2 separate regions of the Mus musculus genome follow, and region 1 is linked to region 2. Evidence: chromatin contacts called from public promoter capture Hi-C data. All regions are on one chromosome and are shown on one strand. The core of a region is the stretch at or near the end of the contact, and the rest is flanking DNA. Distances in the headings are between cores, read along the strand shown.

The links. Promoter capture Hi-C pulls out the DNA fragments that hold promoters and counts their contacts.
Region 1: a contact with region 2 is called in a promoter capture Hi-C map of second pharyngeal arch cranial neural crest. The contact joins the promoter of Tspan11 here to the enhancer-like site in region 2. A contact is called at or near these places in 4 of 39 promoter capture datasets (the 3T3-L1 cell line, cranial neural crest, embryonic stem cells and 1 more), 1 of 15 datasets of contacts at CTCF or cohesin (the NIH/3T3 cell line), 3 of 484 Hi-C or Micro-C datasets (the AML12 cell line, nephron progenitors and uterus), 3 of 115 datasets of contacts at active chromatin or transcription factors (embryonic stem cells and stem cell-derived neural progenitor cells) and 1 of 9 other capture datasets (embryonic stem cells).

Annotation. Positions count from the first base shown.
Region 1 is chr6:127,886,367-127,889,066 of GRCm38.p6, reverse strand. Tspan11 (tetraspanin 11) reads right to left here and starts at 1,445. Exons shown (of 8, transcript NM_026743.3): 1 at 1,189-1,445.
Region 2 is chr6:127,707,114-127,709,989 of GRCm38.p6, reverse strand. All of the region lies in intron 6 of Prmt8 (protein arginine N-methyltransferase 8), which reads left to right. Among named protein-coding and RNA genes, the nearest start is that of Gm38900, 18 kb to the left of the region's middle. Within about 2 kb of position 1,394, at least 26 of the 459 cell types and tissues checked have an H3K27ac peak or open chromatin away from gene starts, as enhancers often do. A contact at or near this core is called in second pharyngeal arch cranial neural crest, where this site is marked.

The DNA of each region.
Region 1 (2,700 bases), core at 196-2,695, 180 kb before region 2:
AAGCTACTAGCGGGTACTTGTGTTCCCAGCGCCGCCCCCTTGCTTAGAGCCCCATCCCAGGCATCTCCACATTGTTCCTCCAACCACCTAGGTGACAAGTAGGACCTGGTCAGTGGCCCCACTGTGTACAGTACGCCATGGAGCTCTGATAACTCTCCTGGGATACAGTTTTGGGACATAGTCATGGCAGCTAAACTCCCTACTAAGTTCTGGTCTAAGCCCAGGCTGCCAAACTCCACCAGCTGTCTCATAGTGATTCATTAATTAAACACAGACCATCTAGTCTTGCTCAATCCTACCCTCTTTTTCTCCCCAAGACCCTACGATACTGTAACTCTACACCCTGGAGTGCACTTAGGAATTTTCTAGAAATTGTTTCTTCTTCTGGTACCCCTTCCTACTTCCTGCCACAATATGTGCCACTTGCCAGCCTCTGGTTGCTTCTTCCTGTGCTCTCTGCAATCTAAGCCCAAGTTAAGACGCCAACTAGTCCTCTCCCTGCTTTACAACTAGTCACATGTGGGCACTGCATAATTCAAACAAAACCCCTACATTCCAGAATCCCCCTCATTCTCTCTTCAACACAGGAAGCCAAGCACGTAGACATAGGTGACAAGGCCTGCCTAACTCAGTTTCCACTGATACACAACAGGGCCCAGGTGGATAGCTCAGCCTGGGACGGCAGACTGCCTAGGAACAACCAACCCCCCAGTGTCCTAGACTCAGCAGCTGCCAGCAGCTAGCAGACCCTGTTTTGCATGGGGTCCAGCAGCCACGGACTTGGCATTTTGCCTCTGCTAACAAACAAGAGACAGCCCCTAGTATTTGGGATTAACAAAGCGGGGGGGGGGGGCATTTGACGGAGGGCCAGTCATACACAGGACACTCTGTATGGCCCAAGCTATCAAAGCTGGGCGCACAAAGTTAAAGGCAACCCAGTCAAGAAAGGCAAGGCAGACATTCAGAGTAGTACCAACCCCACCCCTACCCCGCTGAGCACAGTGCGACACCCATGCGCGCACCCACCGCTGCCTCATCCTCATCCAAGGGCAACTTTCTTGGCCACTGAGCCCCTCTGGGGTCGTGCCAGGGACGGGCAGCTGAGCTGGAGGAGCCATGCCAGGACGGCTTGGTGCTTTAATGTCAACCCCACCGGCGCTCTTGTCTCCCGCCGCCACCTGCACTTACCCGGCCAAAACCGCCAGGCTGGATGCAGCGAGGGATCGGGAATCCGGAGCTGTGATTGTGGCTGTCCTGGCCACAGCCGCCCGCTCCACCCTGCGCTCCTTGCCCACTGGCCCGCGGTGGCTGCTGGCTGCCCCTCTCACTCAGACTGGGGGACGCGCCCACAGGCCCGGGGCGGGCGGGACCGGGGCTGCTCTTTGTTTGGAGCTGGCTTTTTTTTTTTCCCACCCAAAGCAGAGCACACTGAGCACTCGGTCCTGGCAGTTGTGCAGAAGTGGCTCCAGGAAACTTGTGAGGAGGGGGTGGGGCTGAAGAGAGGCGGATGGCCCTCTGTCCCGTCCCACCCACTCATCAGTAATCACTGTCCCAGACTTAGATTTATCCTCATGAAGTGGGGGGAAATTCCAGGATCCCGGAAGAATTGAATCCATGACAGGTTCCTTGGGATGTAGGGACAAGCCTCCCACTTCTCTCCTCACTCCTGAGACACAGGAACCGGTTTTTTTGGGGGTGGGGTGGGGTGGGGGTGGGGAGTCAAAATCCTGCGGACCATCATTTCTTTTACCCTCCTTGGAACCAAAGAAAAGCCAGATCCCTTTCCGTACTGGAACACAGTGGAAGGACAGACAACCAAGACCCAGTCTCTGCCAGTGGGTGAGGGTGAAGAGTTGCTGACCGCCCTCCCCCCCCCCCCCAACACACACACACACTGCCCGGCCAGTGGGTGAGCACCCTGTGTGATTTACTAAGAGGAACAGCCCGTGCTTAGCCAGCCTTGACTGCAGTGAGCAAGGCTTGGTAGCTTATTAATTTTTCTCCTCGCAATGCCACAATACCTGACAAGAGAAACTTAAGGGTTTGTTCTGTCTGGAAATTCGAGTGTGCAGGGGATCACAGACTGAATGGCACTGCCACCAGAGCAGGAGTGGCTGGTCACTGAGTGTTTGACGGCAGGAGGCAGAAGGGGCAAATGTAAGCGCTCAGTTTGCTTGCTTTGTTTTTCTTTGTTATTCAGATTCCCATGTAGCTGTTTTCACACACAATCCCTCAGTGAAACCTTTCTGAAAACATCCTCACAGAAGCACCGGAAGGTGCGTTTCCTAGGTGACTCTAAATTCAGTGAGGTTGACCACTCAGTCGCAGGAAGCAGGCAAAGCTGAGGGTTCCTAGCTACGGAGGCCAGCTGGCTGCTAAGAATGCCCTGTCACAGCAGAGATGAGATAGGGACTGTCTCCTTCGGAACTCATCCTGAGAGCTGGCGGCTAGGGTTCAGGGACATGGGGCCTTTCAGAGCATTTGAGTGGTAAGGACTCATTTCTCAGTTCCCGCAGTGGACTGGTTACTCCAGTGGGTGGATTATTTCTATTTCGTTTTTATTTGTGTGAATGTATGTCCATGTGTGTGGATGTGTTCATCTGTGAACAGATGTGTGTTCGTGTGTATACAGATGCATGAGCATGTGTGTGTACAGACCAGAGGTTATTGTATAGCATGGTGTTGCCCCTTATTTCTGAA
Region 2 (2,876 bases), core at 145-2,644:
TGTCTTCGATCTCAGTGAATCACAGGGGCTAAATCAGAATGTGGTGTGTGTAGGAATAGAAACTTACTCTGCTCTGGACTCTCCCAAGCCTGCTGGCCTCTGGTGGCTTGGAATCTAGGCCACACATCTTCCCATCAAAGACTGAAGAAACCACTGAGAGGTCAACGGTGGTCAAGTGTATGTGTAAAATGAATGCAGATCACACTAGAACTACATTTTGGGGCTTGTGAGTTGTAATTGTCCCGGGCAGCATGTAGAAAGAACATTCAAACACATTCTTCACTCACATCTACTTAAATATTTATTGTGCTCCTAGGACAGCTCTTTATGGAGCTGCCTTCTAGTTTCCAGAACAAATTTACCTCCTCCACCTTCCCTCCCTGGAAGCAGTTGGAGAAGACCCAGTTGGAAGTAGTTGGAGCAGGCACATTGCAAGGAGCCATTCTGAACCCACGGGAGGAAGGGGCAGTGGCTGCCACTTAGGGCCAGTACAGAAATGGAGAACATATAATTTATTCTTGCAGTTCCTATCACTGTGTTTACAGTTCTGGAAAGGAGAAAGACGAATTAATAACCAATTAAACAAAAACTGGTAACTGATGAACAAAACCAAAAGCCAGGCCCCATTTTCCCCTATAGAGTGTTTACTTATGAGTACTTTTTACAAAGGCTGACTATAGTTCTGTGGTAGAGGACTTACCCAGCTTCAGCCACCAGTACCACAAGAAAAAATGCAAAAAGCAATAAAACAAAGGCAACAACAAACATCAGCAAAACCCTAAACCCCCAAAGAACAAGATTCTAACATTTATACTTTATTTAGGATACAGCTAGGTTTCCTACTTAATTTTTTTTTTATTTTTAAGATACATTTTTTTTTAGGTAAATGAAAGAGGCCCATTTACAGAAATATGTTTTTAAATAACAGCTTTTGGTTGCTGGTTATCAAGGGAACAGTTACAGGCAAATTTCAATTGGCCCATGAACCAGAAGGAGCAGTGTGAACATGGAGTGGAAGAGTGAGGCTTGCCCATCCCTACAGAAAGTAAACTGTTATGGCTGAAAGCTTTTTCCCCATCTCCTCTCCTTTTCCTCCTTTCCTCTCTCCCCCTCTGCTCCCCTCCTCCCTTTTCTCGGCCATGTACAGATAACAAAATACAGGTCCAACCCTTAGTGTATTGACCAGCTAAAGGGGAAGCTGGAAGAAAGGGTCAGGTGCCTTGCCTGCACTGGCTCAGAGTCTTCATGTTTTGTTGGATACAATAACCCATCAGAGGAATGTGCAGGCTGCGCTTGAATCTGAAAGAAGAGCAATCAGAGAAAACAGTCCCCCACTGCAGAGACATATGGAGTCTCAAACTTGGGTCACTGATCCATCTCATTAATCTCCAGCCAGTGGAAGACCAGAGGGTGGGGCACCAGAACTGGTGTAGAGGCAGCCACACTGGCTGGGGGACTGAAGCATGGGCTCTCTTGGAAGGGCTGTTTGGTTTTTCCACTCTGGACTCCCTACATCCAGAGCTCTGTTCTTGGATCTATACAGTTTTTATGTGAGGAAATCCTCCCCGCCCCCTTGTTTGCTTTGCTCCTGGCAGCCTAAAATGCATGAGGATAGTATAAACACCTTCCATTCTGCATAGAGAGGCTGTAAATGGAGCTTCAAAGTACTTCTGTTCCCTGAGGCATTCTGAGCCAGCAGCCCTGGCCTTCAGCCCTCACAGAGAAACTCTGGTCTTTCTCATCAGAGAAAGAGGAGGGGTAACTGCTGTGCTATGCACTATGCAATGAGTTTTCTGTTTGCTTATCAGGGATATGTATTTCTGTTTCTTTTAAAACTCTCCCTCTCCCTCTCCCTCTCCCTCTCCCTCTCCCTCTCCCTCTCCCTCTCCCTCTCCCTCTCCCTCTCCCTCTCCCTCTCCCTCTCCCTCTCCCCTTCCCCTCTCCCCCTTTCTCCCCCTCTCCCCCTCTCTCCCCCCCTCTCTCGGTTTATGTGTCTCTGTATCTCTTTCTGTCTTCCCCCTCTTCCTCCTTTTCCTCCTTCTCCTCTTCCTCCTCCTCCTCTGTCTCCTCTCCTCTGCTTTCTCCCTCTCTCAAGTTTTCCTTTGATTTGTCTGGGCGTGTTTTTCCGTGTATGCATCCTGATTGGGGTTATTGTACAATGCTTGGGTCTGCAGGTTGATTACTATATCTGGAAAAAATGTAGGCATTATCATACTAATGGGTCTTTTTCTCTGTCTGATCGTTCTCACCTTCAGGGAGTTTCATTACACATGGGTTTGACATTATACTGTGGATGTTGGATATTTTTTTTCTCACCCTGTCTAAGTTTGGGTTATTTTTATTGAACCAGTTTTAGGCTTATTGATTATTTCCTCAATGTGTCCATCCATTCTGCTAACAAGGTGATTAAAGGCATTCTTCTTCTCTGACTACATGATTCTTGTTTAGAGAACTTCATTGGGCTTTATGTTTCCCTCTCAGTGATGAAGTTTTATGCCCGTCTATTGCACATTCTTTCCTCTTCCCCCAGGATTCCTTAGCATATTTGTTACAGTTACTTTACAGTCTCTGTTGGTTGGGCAATTAGAGCATCTTTGCTATAGCTGAGCCTGGCCTATTCTTTCCCTTTAAATATTATCTTTTCAGTGTCTTGTAAGTCCTCCCTGATGATGGGTACTGATGCTGTCTTAAACAGCAACACAGAGAGATGAGGGATAGCTATACCCAGCAAAGAGGCCTTTTCCTCTGACAGGCTTTGGGAATAGGGGTTTCAGTCAAGAGGCCTGTGGTCAGGGACTTTGATGTGCCTTAATAGGATTTATTATGGTGTCTCAAGGTCTGTTTCAGAATAAGTGTTAATCTGTTGACAAAAGACT